Linked DNA regions of Urocitellus parryii: region 2 is linked to region 1. A link is a contact called in public Hi-C data. All regions are on one chromosome and are shown on one strand. The core of a region is the stretch at or near the end of the contact, and the rest is flanking DNA. Distances in the headings are between cores, read along the strand shown.

Region 1 (6,769 bases), core at 3,930-6,429:
GCTTGTTAGGCAGCAAGTATTCCACCACTGAGCCACATTCCCAGTCCCTTTTACTACATTTCCTTTTTAAAAAAAACATTATTTTTAGTTGTAGATGGACCCAATAACTGTATCTTTTTATGTGGTGCTTAGGATTGAACCCAGTGCCTCACACGTGAGGTAAATGCTCTACCACTGAGCCACCACCCCAGCTTTATTACATTTATTCTTAGATCCTTGCTGCTCTTGATGCTGCCACAGTGGTGTCTTCATGGTGTTGGTATACAGAGATACAGTTGACCTTTGGGTGTTTATCCAGCTATTTTCCTAAACTATCATTGAAAATTCTTTGGGGGTTTTAATGTAGATAATGATGTGTGCAAGTAATGACATCTTTCTTTTCTAACTGTAGTATTTTTAAAATTTTATTGCAAGGATCACTAGTACTGCTTTATGAAAATGTTTTTGTCACTTCCAATTTTCAAAGAAGTGTTAGGGTGTGTAACTGAATAGTAGTGAGCTTGCCTAGCATGTATAAACCCTGGATTCAATTCTCAGCACCAGGTTAAAAAAAAGTGGTGGGTGCAGTGGCGCACACCTGTAATCCCAGTGACTCAGGAGGCTGAGACAGGAGGATCAGGAGTTCTAAGCCAGCCTCAGCAAAAGTAAGGTGCTAAGCAACTCAGTGAGACCCTGTCTCTAAATCTCCAACTTAATAAAAAGTGCAAGCCAAGTGGAGTAGTGCACACCTGTAATCCTAGCGGCTGGAGAGGCTGAGGCAGGAGGGTCAAGAATTCAAAGCCAGCCTCAACAATTTATCTAGACCCTGTCTCCCAATAAAATACAAAAAAGCACCGTGGATGTGGTTAGTACTTAAGTACCCCTGGGTTAAATCCCCAGTATATTTAAAAAAAAAAAAATGCTTATAACCTTTCCCACTTAGGGTAATGTGTACTGTGTATATGTATTACATATTCTCAGGTTAGTAAAATTGTTATATGTATTATTTTTCTTATTATTGGATGCTTTTTCTGCATTTCTTTTTTCAGTTTAAAAATGTTAACTTTCTTGTCCATAATCCCAGTAACTCAGGAGGCTGAGGCAGGAGGATTCAGACTTTGAGAACAGGCTCAGCAATTCAGTAAGGCCCTAAGCAACCTAATGAGACCTTATGTCAAAATAAAAAGGGCTGGGGATATGGCTCAATGGCAAACCAGCTCTGGGTTCAATCCCCAAATACCAAAATAAATAAACATATAAACAAATAACAAAAAGGTTGAGGTTATAGCTCAGTGGTGGAGGGCTCTTGGGATCAATCCCCAGTATCATCCCTCAAAGATGCAGATAGTTTTCTGATTTGACTATTTCTGTGAGAAAATGACATTTTTTTTTAAAAGAGAGAGTGAGAGAGAGAGAAGGAGAGAGATACAATTTTTAATACTTATTTTTAGTTTTTGGCGGACACAACATCTTTGTTTGTATGTGGTGCTGAGGATCGAACCCGGGCCGCATGCATGCCAGGCGAGCACGCTACCGCTTGAGCCACATCCCCAGCCCAGAAAATGACATTTTTTAAAAAAGTTTTTAAATGAGATAGGCTCTCACTAGTTGCTGAGGTTGGACTTGAACTTGCAATTCTCCTGCTTTACCTTCCCTAGTTAGATTATAAGTGTGCCACATTGTGCCCAGCTTTATTTATTTTTTTTTTAAAGAGAGAGTGAGAGAGAGAGAGGGGGACAGAGAGAGAGAGAGAATTTTAACATTTATTTATTTTTTCCTTAGTTCTCGGCGGACACAACATCTTTGTTGGTATGTGGTGCTGAGGATCGAACCCGGGCCGCACGCATGCCAGGCGAGCGCGCTACTGCTTGAGCCACATCCCCAGCCCCAGCTTTATTTTTAAATACCTTTATTTATTTATTTTTATGTGGTGCTGAGGATTGAACCCATTGCCTCACATACACTAGACATTTTCTACCACTGAGCTACAACTCCAAATTTTTTAAATTTTTTATATGTATTTTTAGTTGTTGATGGGCTTTATTTTATTCATTTATTTATATGCAGTGCTGAGAATAGAACCCAGTGTCTCTCACATGCTGGGCAGGCTCTTTAACACTGAAGGGCAACCCCAGTCCCCCTCCTTTTTTTTTTTTTTTTTTAGTACCAGGGATTGAACTCGGGGGCACTTAACCACTGGGGCATATCCCCAGCCCTTTTTTGTATTTTATTTAGAGACAGGGTCTCACTGAGTTGCTTAAGGCCTTTTTTTTTTTTTCATAACATTACATAGTTCTTAATACATCATATTACACGGTTTGATTCAAGTGGATTATGAACTCCCGCTTTTACCCCGTATACAAATTGCTGTATCACATCAGTTACCCTTCCATTGATTGACATATTGCCTTTCTAGTGTCTGATGTATTCTGCTGTCTGTCCTATTGTCTACTATCCCCCCTCCCCTCCGCTTAAGGCCTTGATAAGTTGCTGAGGCTGACTTTGAACCTGTGATCCTCCTGCCTCAGCCCCTTGAATAGCTGATTATAGGATTCACTGCACCTGGCTCTATCTGCTTTTTTCCAAATGATCCTAAGATTTTTCTGCTTTTATCTGCCAGTGTGATTAATGTTTTTTTTCTCTTTTTTTTCCCAGTGCTGGGGATGGAGCCCAGGGCATCAGGCATGTTAGGCGGGTGCTCCACCAATGAGCTAAACTCTTAATTTTGTTATTGTTGTTTTATTTTTGAGATGATGTCTCACCACGTTTCTCAGGTTGGCTGGCACTGAATTCCTGTGCTCAAGTGATCCTCACACTTCATCTTCCTAAGCAGGACTATAGTTTCACACCACCACACCAGGTGGATTTTCTGATAAATTATGGTTACATTTCTAGGATAAACTCCACTTGGTCATGGTATAGACTTAAAGGAAACCCAAAGCTTTTAATGGAATATGTTGCATTGTTTTAAAAATATATTTTTAGTTGTAGATGGACACATTTTTTTTTTTATTTTTATGTGGTGTTGAGGATTGAACCTAGGGTCTTGCATGTGCTAGGTAAGTGCTCTACTGCTAAGCCACAACCCCAGCCCATGTTACATTTTTATACTGCGGGGATTGCTAAACTTTAAAATTATCTATCTAGGATTGAAACACTGTGCCACATCTCCAGCTCTTTTTATATTTTGAGATAAGCAACCTTAGGGCCTCACTAAGTTGCTGGCTTTGAACTTGGTATCCTCCTGCCTCAGCCTTCTGAGTTGCTGGGATTACAGGTGTGTGCCACCATTCCTGGCAAAAATATTTATATTGAGTTAAATCAATCATGTTTTTCTCATGTGCTATCTAGGTTTAGTATAAGGATTGTATTGGCCTTGCAGAATGAAGGGAAATAACATTTTTTAAAATATTTGTTTTTATAAATTGAGATAACCCTTTTACTTTGGTAGAATTTTGGCATGGTTTTCTTTGTAACTTTTAACTATTATTTTAATGTATTTCAGTTATTTAAACTTTCATATTTCTTTGTGAGTCAGCAGTAAGTTAATAGTTTTTCTATGAATTTTGAGTTTTGTCAACATTTTCAAAAGTTTATCCTGTGAATGAGTGACCAAAATCTGCCTTATCCAACAAATGTCATCTCCAAGTCTTAGTTGCATTTCCCTCAAATTAATTACAAGATTTAAAATTGTATAATCAGAGTCTATTTCTCTGGTGTTTTTTGTGCAGATGGCCTGAACTGAGTTACACTTTACATCTAAATGAGAACTGTACTTGCTCCTTATGACTGTGTTCACTAGTCTGCAAACTGTTAATCTGTGTTGTTAGCAAGGATTTTTAACATATGCTCGCTTAGCCTCCAGCAAACAATATAGCAGGATGGTGGGGTCACTTCATATTGTCTGACTTTGTACTCTTATCTTTATCAGCATTGCTTAACAAAGCCTTGGGCATATACGAAGGTTCCAAATAAACGTTGGCTGGATATCCCAGTTAAGAGTTTAGGAGTATTGAGCCCTATATAGAATCAGATAAAATTAGGTCTTTCCCAGGAAAAGGGTACCTGAGAGGCAATAAACAACACAACAAAGAGATGTATTGCATTTCTTCTTTCCAGGCGGTAGAAAGAGTCCTGTACCCACACCTGTCTACTTACTGGACAAACCTGCAGGCTGTGCTGGATGATTATTCTGTATCTAATGCTCAGGTCAAAGCAGATGGACACAAAGTTTATGGAGCCATTCTGGTGAGTATCAACCCCTTCTAGCCTCCTTCCCCCAATGAGCTCAGCACGCTTACTTTGGAGTACTTGATGGGCTTAGGCTCATCCTCGTCCCTTCCTCTTACAGGTGGCTGTAGAGCGCCTCCTGAAGATGAAGGCTCAAGCAGCAGAGCCCAGCGCGGGTGGCCCAGGCGGCAGGGGGTTCCGGCGTTCGGAAGACCTGCCTTGGGACAGCCTTCTCCTTCAGGAGTCTCCTTCCGGGGGCGGTGCAGAGCCAAGCTTTGGGTCTGGTCTTCCGCTGCCACCAGGGGGAGCGGGGCCTGAGGACCCCTTTCCCTCAGTGACCCTGGCGGACATCTACCGTGAGCTCTACGCCTTCTTCGGTGACAGCCTGGCCATCCGCTTTGGCACGGGCCAGCCTGCACCCACTGCCCCAAGGCCGCCCGGCGAGAAGAAAGAGCCGGCAGCCGCCCCGGACTCAGTGCGGAAAATGCCGCAGCTGACGGCCAGTGCCGTGGTCAGCCCGCAGGGTGACGAGAGCCCCCGGGGTGGCGGCGGTCCCCCGTCGGCCTCGGCGCCTGCGCCCTCTGAGGGCAGGCCGCTGCCGCGCGTGCACCGGGCGCGGGGAGCGCCCCGGCAGCAGGGCCCGGGCGCCGGCACGCGCGACGTCTTCCAGAAGAGCCGTTTTGCCCCGCGCGGCGCCCCCCATTTCCGTTTCATCATCGCCGGGCGGCAGGCCGGGCGGCGCTGCCGCGGGCGCCTCTTCCAGACTGCCTTCCCCGCGCCCTACGGGCCCAGCCCGGCCTCCCGTTATGTGCAGAAGCTGCCCATGATCGGCCGCACCGGCCGCCCGGCCCGTCGCTGGGCGCTGTCGGACTACTCGCTGTACCTACCGCTCTGAGGTTGCCTGTCCCCGCCTCCCAAATAAATGTCGCGTCCGGAAGTGGTGGCTCCGCGTCCATGGGTCGCGCCGGAAGAGGCGGGGCTGGGCGGCTGGCTCCGAGGCGCTGCTCCCCGGGGCCTGGGCGCCATGGCGCTGCCCTGGCTGCAGCGCGTCGAGCTCGCGCTCTTTGCCGCCGCCTTCCTGTGCGGCGCCGTGGCGGCCGCGACGCTCACCCGGACCCAGGTGCGGCTGGGGGCGGGGCAGGGCCGGGCGGGTGGCCAGGCAGGCTGCGACTCTGGCCCGGCGACGGCTGGCCTGCGGTTGAAATGCAGCGACGCTCGCCGTGCCCTGGCTTGGCCCAGCCATTCCTTCGGCAAAGGGACCAGATGCCAGGAGAGTCGTGCATCGCCAGATAGAGCTTCCCTCTGCGTAACTTTGCCCTGGTTCTGAAAGAGACTTCAGCCCCGGCCCTGCGTTCATCGGATGAATCAGGAGCCATTTGTGCTGAGCTATAAGAGAAATAAAGCTTAGTGTAGTGAAGGTGATCAAGCAGCCACACTTGCAACTATGTTAAGTGACAACAGCCCTGTAGAAAACTGATTGTTTACTACTGTCAGGCAATCTTGTTAAACATGGGACCATTAAGCCACTATAAAGTAGGCGCTAGTATGCCTCTTTTACAGACTAGATAACACTGGAGATACTTTTTGAAGGTCACACAGGTCTCTGTGATTTCTGCACAAAGGAAGACCAGAGTTTGTGAGACTTTTTAAGTTCTTTGTCTTCTATAACCACTGCCTACATCCTGATCATTCTGGCCACTGAGGTTTACCCAACAGGCCCTCTATACTAGTTTCTCATGCCAGAAACAGGAACTAACAATGCACACATAATTTCTAGAGTGGCCCTGGCCTGTATTCCTAACACCTGCCAGAAACCTGCATCATGAGGCACTGACTGAAATCTGAGACTCAGCAGCTTCTCTCCACAGGGCTCCTTCAGGGGTAGCTGTCCATTGTATGGTATGACCACCCGGAATGGCTCCTTCCTGGCCTTATCCCATTCCTCGGCCCCATCCCTCTGCTACTTTGTGGCAGGGGCCTCTGGCTTCCTGGCCCTCTACTGTCTCCTGCTTCTGCTCTTCTGGGTCTACAGCAGCTGCATCGAAGACTCAAAAAGGTGAATGTCCCAACCCAAGGACCAGGGGCTGAGGTGGGATGAAGCCATCAACCGCAAGGTTTGTTCTCTCCCCCAGAGGTCTTATAGGGCTCCGCGTTGCACTGGCCATCTCAGCTATAGCCATCTTCCTGGTCTTAGTATCTGCCTGTATCCTTCGATTTGGCACCAGATCCTTCTGCAATTCCATCATCTCCCTGAACAGTACAATTAGGTAATGAGGTGGGAGGGAAGCCTGGCTGGGGCTACCTTCCTTCTGCAGAGGGGGAGTCCTGTAACCTCCCATTTTCTGTTGCTCTCTACCTCAAAGGGCACCTGGGTACAGGTATGCTTAGGGTGTATCCCCACTTCTTTCTGAAAACTGTCTCTTTGATCTCATAGCTGCTCTGAAGCTCAGAAAATTCCATGGACACCCCCTGGAACAGCTCTGCAGTTTTACTCCAACCTACACAATGCTGAAGTGAGACCCAGAGACACACTGATTCATACAAGTATCTGTAGCTATAA
Region 2 (6,466 bases), core at 2,510-5,009, 130 kb before region 1:
CACCAACAACCAGTGCAGCCGGGGAACCAGGCTCAGGGTCTGGGACAGCCTCACCAGTTCTGCCTTCTGCACCAGCCTGCAGGGGAAAAATGCAGGAAGGAAAGGGGCAGGTACTGTTGGCCCACTTCAGCCAGGACAGCAACTGATAGCTTCTCTTGCTGGCCTCTCCCCTGGCTTTTCCCAACTCCCTCTTTCTTGACTGTTAGCTCCATGCTGACATTCACCTGCCCTGTTCTTCCAGTCCATACTGGTCACCCACTCACCTCCAGAACTCTAGCTGGGGGACTATAAAAATTAAGGGTATAGTCTTTGGCATCAGACTGGGTTGGAATACCAGCTTAGCAACTTAAGTGAGATACCATGGAAATGGCTCTATCTGAGCCTCAAATTTATTCAGTTGTAAAATGGGAATACTGATGTTCTAAAATGTAAAGAAGATAATGACCTTTTTGGCTTTTGTTTTTTTGAGACAGGGTCTGACAGTTGATTAGGACAGTTGCTGAGGTTGGGCTTTAACTTGTGATCATCCTGCCTCAGCCTCTGGAGTTGCATGGCATTTTAAGCTTGTGCTACCATAACCAGCTAAGATCATGACATTTTTTTTCTTGTGGTGGTGTTGGGGATTGAACCCACCACCTTATGCATGCAAGGCAAACACTCTATCAGCTGAGCTCTTTTCCAGCCCAAGATAATGACTTTTTTAAAACACCAGTAGACCAGGGTCTTTTCCTTCTGTGCTGGGTTTCCAGGGAGTGGAATTTTAGAGGAGCCCTTTGGCTCATTACTCTTCACGGAAGGAAGAAAGATTGATTCGATTTTAGAGAAGGCATTGGGGATGTGAGGTTCAGCCTCTTCTGAGCTTCTATATCATTCAGATCTGTCTGCGTTCCCCAAGGTTGGTGGTGTGTGTGAAGATGGCCTCTAGAGCCACCTGGGCCTAGAGGGGTCAACCATTTGATTCCAGGGAGGCATGTTTAACAGGCCCTCTTGGCTACAGATACAAAACCACATTCCAAAATTGGTTTTATCAGTAGAAAAACTACATTTTTGATTTAAAACAAAGCAATGTAAAGCATTCAGCACAGTGCCTGGTAAAGAGCAATACACTGTAAACAACAGCTTGTGGAAACATCTCTAGACTCTAGTGTTACTGTCCAACCTCTTCCTACATTTTTATATGATGCAGAAAATCAAACCCACGGTCTTAGATCATACTAGCCAAGAGCTCTGTCACTGAGCTACATTCCCAGCACTCTTCTTTAATTTAGTCAGGGTTTTATAAACTTCTCCACCATTGGATCACCAAGAAGAGTTAATTCATTGGCAAGCTCAAAATTTATTTGAAACTTTGTATTTGTATCTTATAAATTAGAAGGAATTTTATAATCTGTGTCCTAGTGTGTTCTTATCTACTTTAATAGAAAAACAACCATTTTCCCATAGATCTTTTGAGTAAAGATATGGTTCCTTTATCCACGTATTTGGCATGCTCTACTTTAAAGTAACATTCCTCTAGCCCAGTACCTCCCCAAATTCATCATCAACCCCAATTTCTTGGTTGAAGGAACCCTCTTGGGTAAGCCAAAGCCCATACCTGGCGTAGGTGGGGGTAATGACATAGATAGTAGGCAGGGCCTCAGGTTCAGGGGGCTGGGCAGGGGCTGGGGGTGGGCGACGGAGATCAGCTTGCAGCTCAGAAATCCTCAGATCCTTCTGCCGAAGCTGCTCAGCAGCTGCCCGCAGGGGAGGGAGACAATCACATGGCTGGCCTGGTCCCAGGAAGCACCAATAAGGAAAGGGAGTGGGGGGGCAGAGAAACACAAGTTTGTTCAGCAACCCAAAGGGCCAAAAACTTCCTCTTTAACCTCTAGCCAATGCAGGACCTCCCCTTACAACTTCTTTTTTGTTCCTTTGTGGTGCTAGGGGTCAAACCACAGCCTTAGCACAAGTTAGGCAAGCATTCTACCAAGGAGCTACATCCCCAGTCTATGACTTTTAGCCTTATTCTATTCCTCTGGTGGTGGGGAACTCACTGCCTCAAATTAGCAGCCTCTCTCCACCTTCTTCTTCTTCTTTTTTTTTTTTTTTTTTTTTTTTTTGGTACCAGGGATTGAACCCAGGGTGCTTAATCACTGAGCCATATCCCTAGCTGTTTTTATTTTTTTTAATTTTGAGACAGGGTCTGGTTAACTTGCTTAGGGTCTCACTAAGTTGCTGAGGCTGGCTTTGAACTTGGGATCCTCCTGCCTTAGTCTCCCCAGCCACTGGAATTACAGGTATGTGCCAACATGTCTGGTCCCTCCACATTTAAAAGTCCATCTGTTACATTTTTTTGTGTGTGGCACTGGTGAACCCAGGGCCTTGTACATTCTAGACAAGTGCTTTACCAGAGCTATTTCTCAGTCCTGTTACAATTTTTATTTTGATATTGAGTCGGTTATCTGTGCTATCCTTTCTATCTACTAACCCTAATTTTACTGTTCTTAATTTTTACCTTCTGGAATTATAAGAAACAGGTCTTTAACTAGGACAGTCTCTCTCTCTCCTTTTTTTTTTTTTTTTTCTTTTCTTCTCTTGGTGCAGGGGATTAATTCTTAGGTCTCAAGCATGGTAAGTAAGCACTCTACCACTGAGCTGCATCCCCAGGCTTTTATTTGCTGTATCCCCTTAGGTGCTGGGGATACAGCAGGGAATAAAACTAAGTCTCTCAGGCCGGAACTTGTGATCCTCCTGCTTCAGACTCCTGAGCAGCTAGAATGAGAGGCATGTCCCACTACTCCCAACCAGACTGTCTCAAATACCTGAGGATCACGAAGTGGCACTCTCCCTAAATCCCTGTATAAGAGGAAGGTTTCAATCTGCTCCCTTAATGACGACCAAACACTTGTCATTAAATTCACTGATTCCATCATTGGATAAATATTTATTGAATAGTCCTCCTAGGAGGCACTGCCTTAGGTGCTGGGGATACAGCAGGGAATAAAACAGACACAGTCCCTGCCCTCACGGAGCTTTCACTTTACTTGAGAAAGCAGACACTAAGCAAAGAAATAAATTAATAAATCACTACAGAATGTGATAAAGGCCATGGAGGAAATAGAGAATAGAAGGGAGTCAGCAGTAATAAAGGTGGTCAGGTAAGGCCTCTCCGACGAGGTGACATCCAAGCTAAAGAACGAGAAAGAAGCGGCCTAAGGGCAAGGAGAAAAGCGCCGCAGGCAGAGGGAGGAGGTTAAGAGCTTAAGAGGACGCTGAGCACGGGGTTCTCAGGAAACTGACAGTGAGCCAGTCTAGCTGAAGCAGAGGGAAGCAGAGGGAAGCAGAGGGGAAATGGGGTTTGGCCGGAGGGTGGCCGCAGAATCATGCGGGGCCTTGCAGGCTCTGGGAAGGAGTCTGGATTTCATCCGAGGTGCGGCGGGAAGCCGCGGAGCGTTCTAGAGGGTAGTGCACCGCGGCCGCAGAGGGCTGTCCAGAGGGCCGAGCGGGATGAATGATGTCTGCGCGGGGTTCCTCCCCAGGGCGGGATGCGCGGCGGCCGGCGCCCTCGGGCCGGCCCGCCGCACCCCTGCCCCGCCCCGCTCACCGAGCTGCACCAGCGCGTAGAGGAGGCCGGCGATCGACACCAGGAAGTAGGCGAGAAACACGTTCTTCAGCTTCAGCTTCATGGCCGCGCCGCCGCGGGCGCCCGCGCTGGCGGGGTCCGGCGGGGAGGAGGGGCCCCCGCCTCAGCCCGCCGGCCCGCAGGCCCCGCCCTCGAAGCGGCCCCGCCCTGCGTCCCACCCTCCTCGCGCTCCTAGACCATCTCCCGGGAGCTGGGTCTGGCTGCGCCGCCCGGAGCCTGCTTCCGGTCATCGGTGGCTCCTCGCCGACTTAATTTCCGGGCCCACAGGTAGGTTCCGGGAATCACGGGACGGTGACGTCACATCCGCCATGTGGAACACGTGAGGCCGGCCGTCAGAAAGCCGGGTGGGAGCGCATGGGACCGACTTCCAGTCCCAGCACTTGAACATGGAATTGCATAAGGAATCCAGCCCCTGCGCCCAGTTTTTCTGTGCAGATTCATTCACGGCTCAGTGGTGACATCCGTTAATAGTTACACAACACTTGTTATACTAATGAATGAAATCTAGGGCCTCTCCGGTTCCCTGGGTGTCTTATATAATCCTCACTGTAATCCTTAGGTGGTATTGTCTCATTTTATAGATAAGAAACCGAAGTTGATAAAATTGGTGTTAATGCCATCGGGCAGTTTTCTTAAATACTCATCTCCAGAATATTGTTTCCTTTGACCCACTGGGTTTTGGGGTTTGTATTTTTTTTTTTTTCCCAAACCTACTGTTTTTCAGCAGACTATTATGAGTCTCCATTTCAGGGAATTCAAGAATTGTTTCCTGAGCTAGGGAATTCCAGGAACACATCCTTTACCACCTCACAAACATAAACCACCCTTAGTAGTCATTTTTCTTCAGAGACAAAACAGGTTCTTGTGAAACAATCATGATCCTAAGATGTGGTCAGTGTGGAAGATGCAGTCGCCTGGGCGGCGCAAGCCTGTAATCCCAACGGTTAGACAGGCGGAGGCAGGAGAATTGCAAGATCAAAACCAGCCCCAGCAAAAAAAGGAGGCAGTAAGCACCTCAGTGAGTCCCTGTCTCTAAATACAAATACAAAATAGAGATAGAGCTGGGGATGAGGCTCAGTGGTTGAGTGTCCCTGAGTTCAGTCCCACCCCTCCCCCCCCAAAAAAGAAAGAAGCTCTTCTTGTCACTAAAACAATGGGAGACTTTAGTTTCTTAAGTGATACATAATATAAAAATTGTATAAATTTAAGGGATACCTGATGTTTCAATACATGTATACATTGTGTAATGATTGAAATCAGGATAAACCTTTCTTCTCAGTGATCATTTATTGGTGAAAATACTCAAAAATATTTTGATTTCTTTTTCTTCTAAAAAATATTTGTTCGGTACATTATCTATAGTCCCCTAGTATGAAATAAAATATCAGAACTTTTTCTGCTAACTACAACAGAGTTAAGGCAACTTCCCAGCTGGGTATGGTAGCAGCCCAGGTCTGTAATCCTAGCTCCTGGGAGGCTGAAGCAGGATGGTGGCAAGTTGGTGGACAGCCTGGGGAATTTACAAAACCCTGTCTCAAAATAAAAATATAAGAGCTTGGGGTGTAGCTCAGTGGTAGAGCACTTCTGGGTTTAATCCCCAGTACAGCAAAAAATAACACATTTAAAAAAAAAATCAAATTTCTCTCTCTCTTTTTCCCCCAAACCCCAATGTTATCTCCCCCCATTTTAGGGCACATGGAAATTGAACCCAGAGCCTCAGACATACTAACGAAGTGTTCTAGTACTGAGCCAATCCCCAAGCCCTAGTCTTTGAAACAGGGTCTGGGTATATTGCACAGGGTGAATTCCTGGGCTCAAGCACACCTACCACTTAAACCTCCATAGTAGTTGAGACTATGGGCTCTTGATCTTAATAGTCTGCTTTGCAGTGCTAGGGATTGAACTCACAGTTTTACACGTTAGGCAGGTAAGTGCCATACATTGGGCTACATGTCTACTGCCCCTCCAACAATGGGAGACTTAGTAGTACTGGGGATTGAACCCAGAGGTGCTCTACCAGTAAGTTGCATCCCTAGCCCTTCACTTTTTCTTTTTTAACTTTTTTTTTTACACAAATGGAGCCCAACTTTTCACTTCTCTGGTTGTACATGATGTAGTCACACCATTCATACAAGCATACCCAAAGAGTAATAATAATGTCCAACTCATTCCACCATCTCCCCCCAAAACCCCATCTACTCCCTCCCCTCTGTCCAATCCAAAATTCCTCCATTCTTTTACATTCCACTCCCCATTATGGATCAGCATCCACTTATCAAAGAAAACATTTAGCCTTGGTTTTCGGGGATTGGCTTACTTCACTTAGCATATTCTTCAACTCCATTTACCTGTAAATGCCATAATTTCATTCTTCTTAAAGGCTGAGTAATATTCCATTGTGTATATATACATCACAGTTTCTTTATCCATTCATCTATTGAAGGGCATGTAGGTTGGTTCCACAGTTTAGCTATTATGAATGGAGCCGCCATAAACATTGAAATGGCTGTGCCAGTGTAATATGCCGATTTTAAGTCCTTTGGGTATAGACAGGAGTGAGACAGCTGGGTCAATGGGTCAAATGATTCCAAAGTTTTCTAAGGAATCTCCATGTGTACCATTTTACAATCCCACCAGCAATGAATCAGTGTATCTTTTCCCCCACATCATCACCAGCACTTATTGTTGCTTGAATCCTTGATGATTGCCATTCTGACTGGAGATGAAATCTGTCTTGATTTGCATTTCTCTTAATTGCTAGAGATGTTGAGCATTTTTTTTTGTATATTTGTTGATTAATATATCTTCTGTGAAGTATCTGCTCATCTCCTTAGATCATTTATT

What was found. A called contact is a pair of places that touch in the nucleus more often than the background predicts.
Region 2: a contact with region 1 is called in a Hi-C map of muscle, with 3 times the contacts expected there. The contact joins the promoter of B3gat3 here to the promoter of Tmem179b in region 1. A contact is called at or near these places in 2 of 2 Hi-C or Micro-C datasets (liver and muscle).

Annotation. Positions count from the first base shown.
Region 1 is chr4:10,839,521-10,846,289 of mUroPar1.hap1, reverse strand. Tmem179b (transmembrane protein 179B) reads left to right here and starts at 5,179. Exons shown (of 5, transcript XM_026407634.2): 1 at 5,179-5,329; 2 at 6,078-6,265; 3 at 6,342-6,476; 4 at 6,644-6,722. The coding sequence starts at 5,234. It overlaps Taf6l (TATA-box binding protein associated factor 6 like), which reads left to right. Exons shown (of 12, transcript XM_026407629.2): 11 at 4,099-4,227; 12 at 4,331-5,148. The coding sequence ends at 5,104.
Region 2 is chr4:10,970,083-10,976,548 of mUroPar1.hap1, reverse strand. B3gat3 (beta-1,3-glucuronyltransferase 3) reads right to left here and starts at 3,759. Exons shown (of 5, transcript XM_026407530.2): 1 at 3,584-3,759; 2 at 1,595-1,769; 3 at 1-76. The coding sequence starts at 3,665.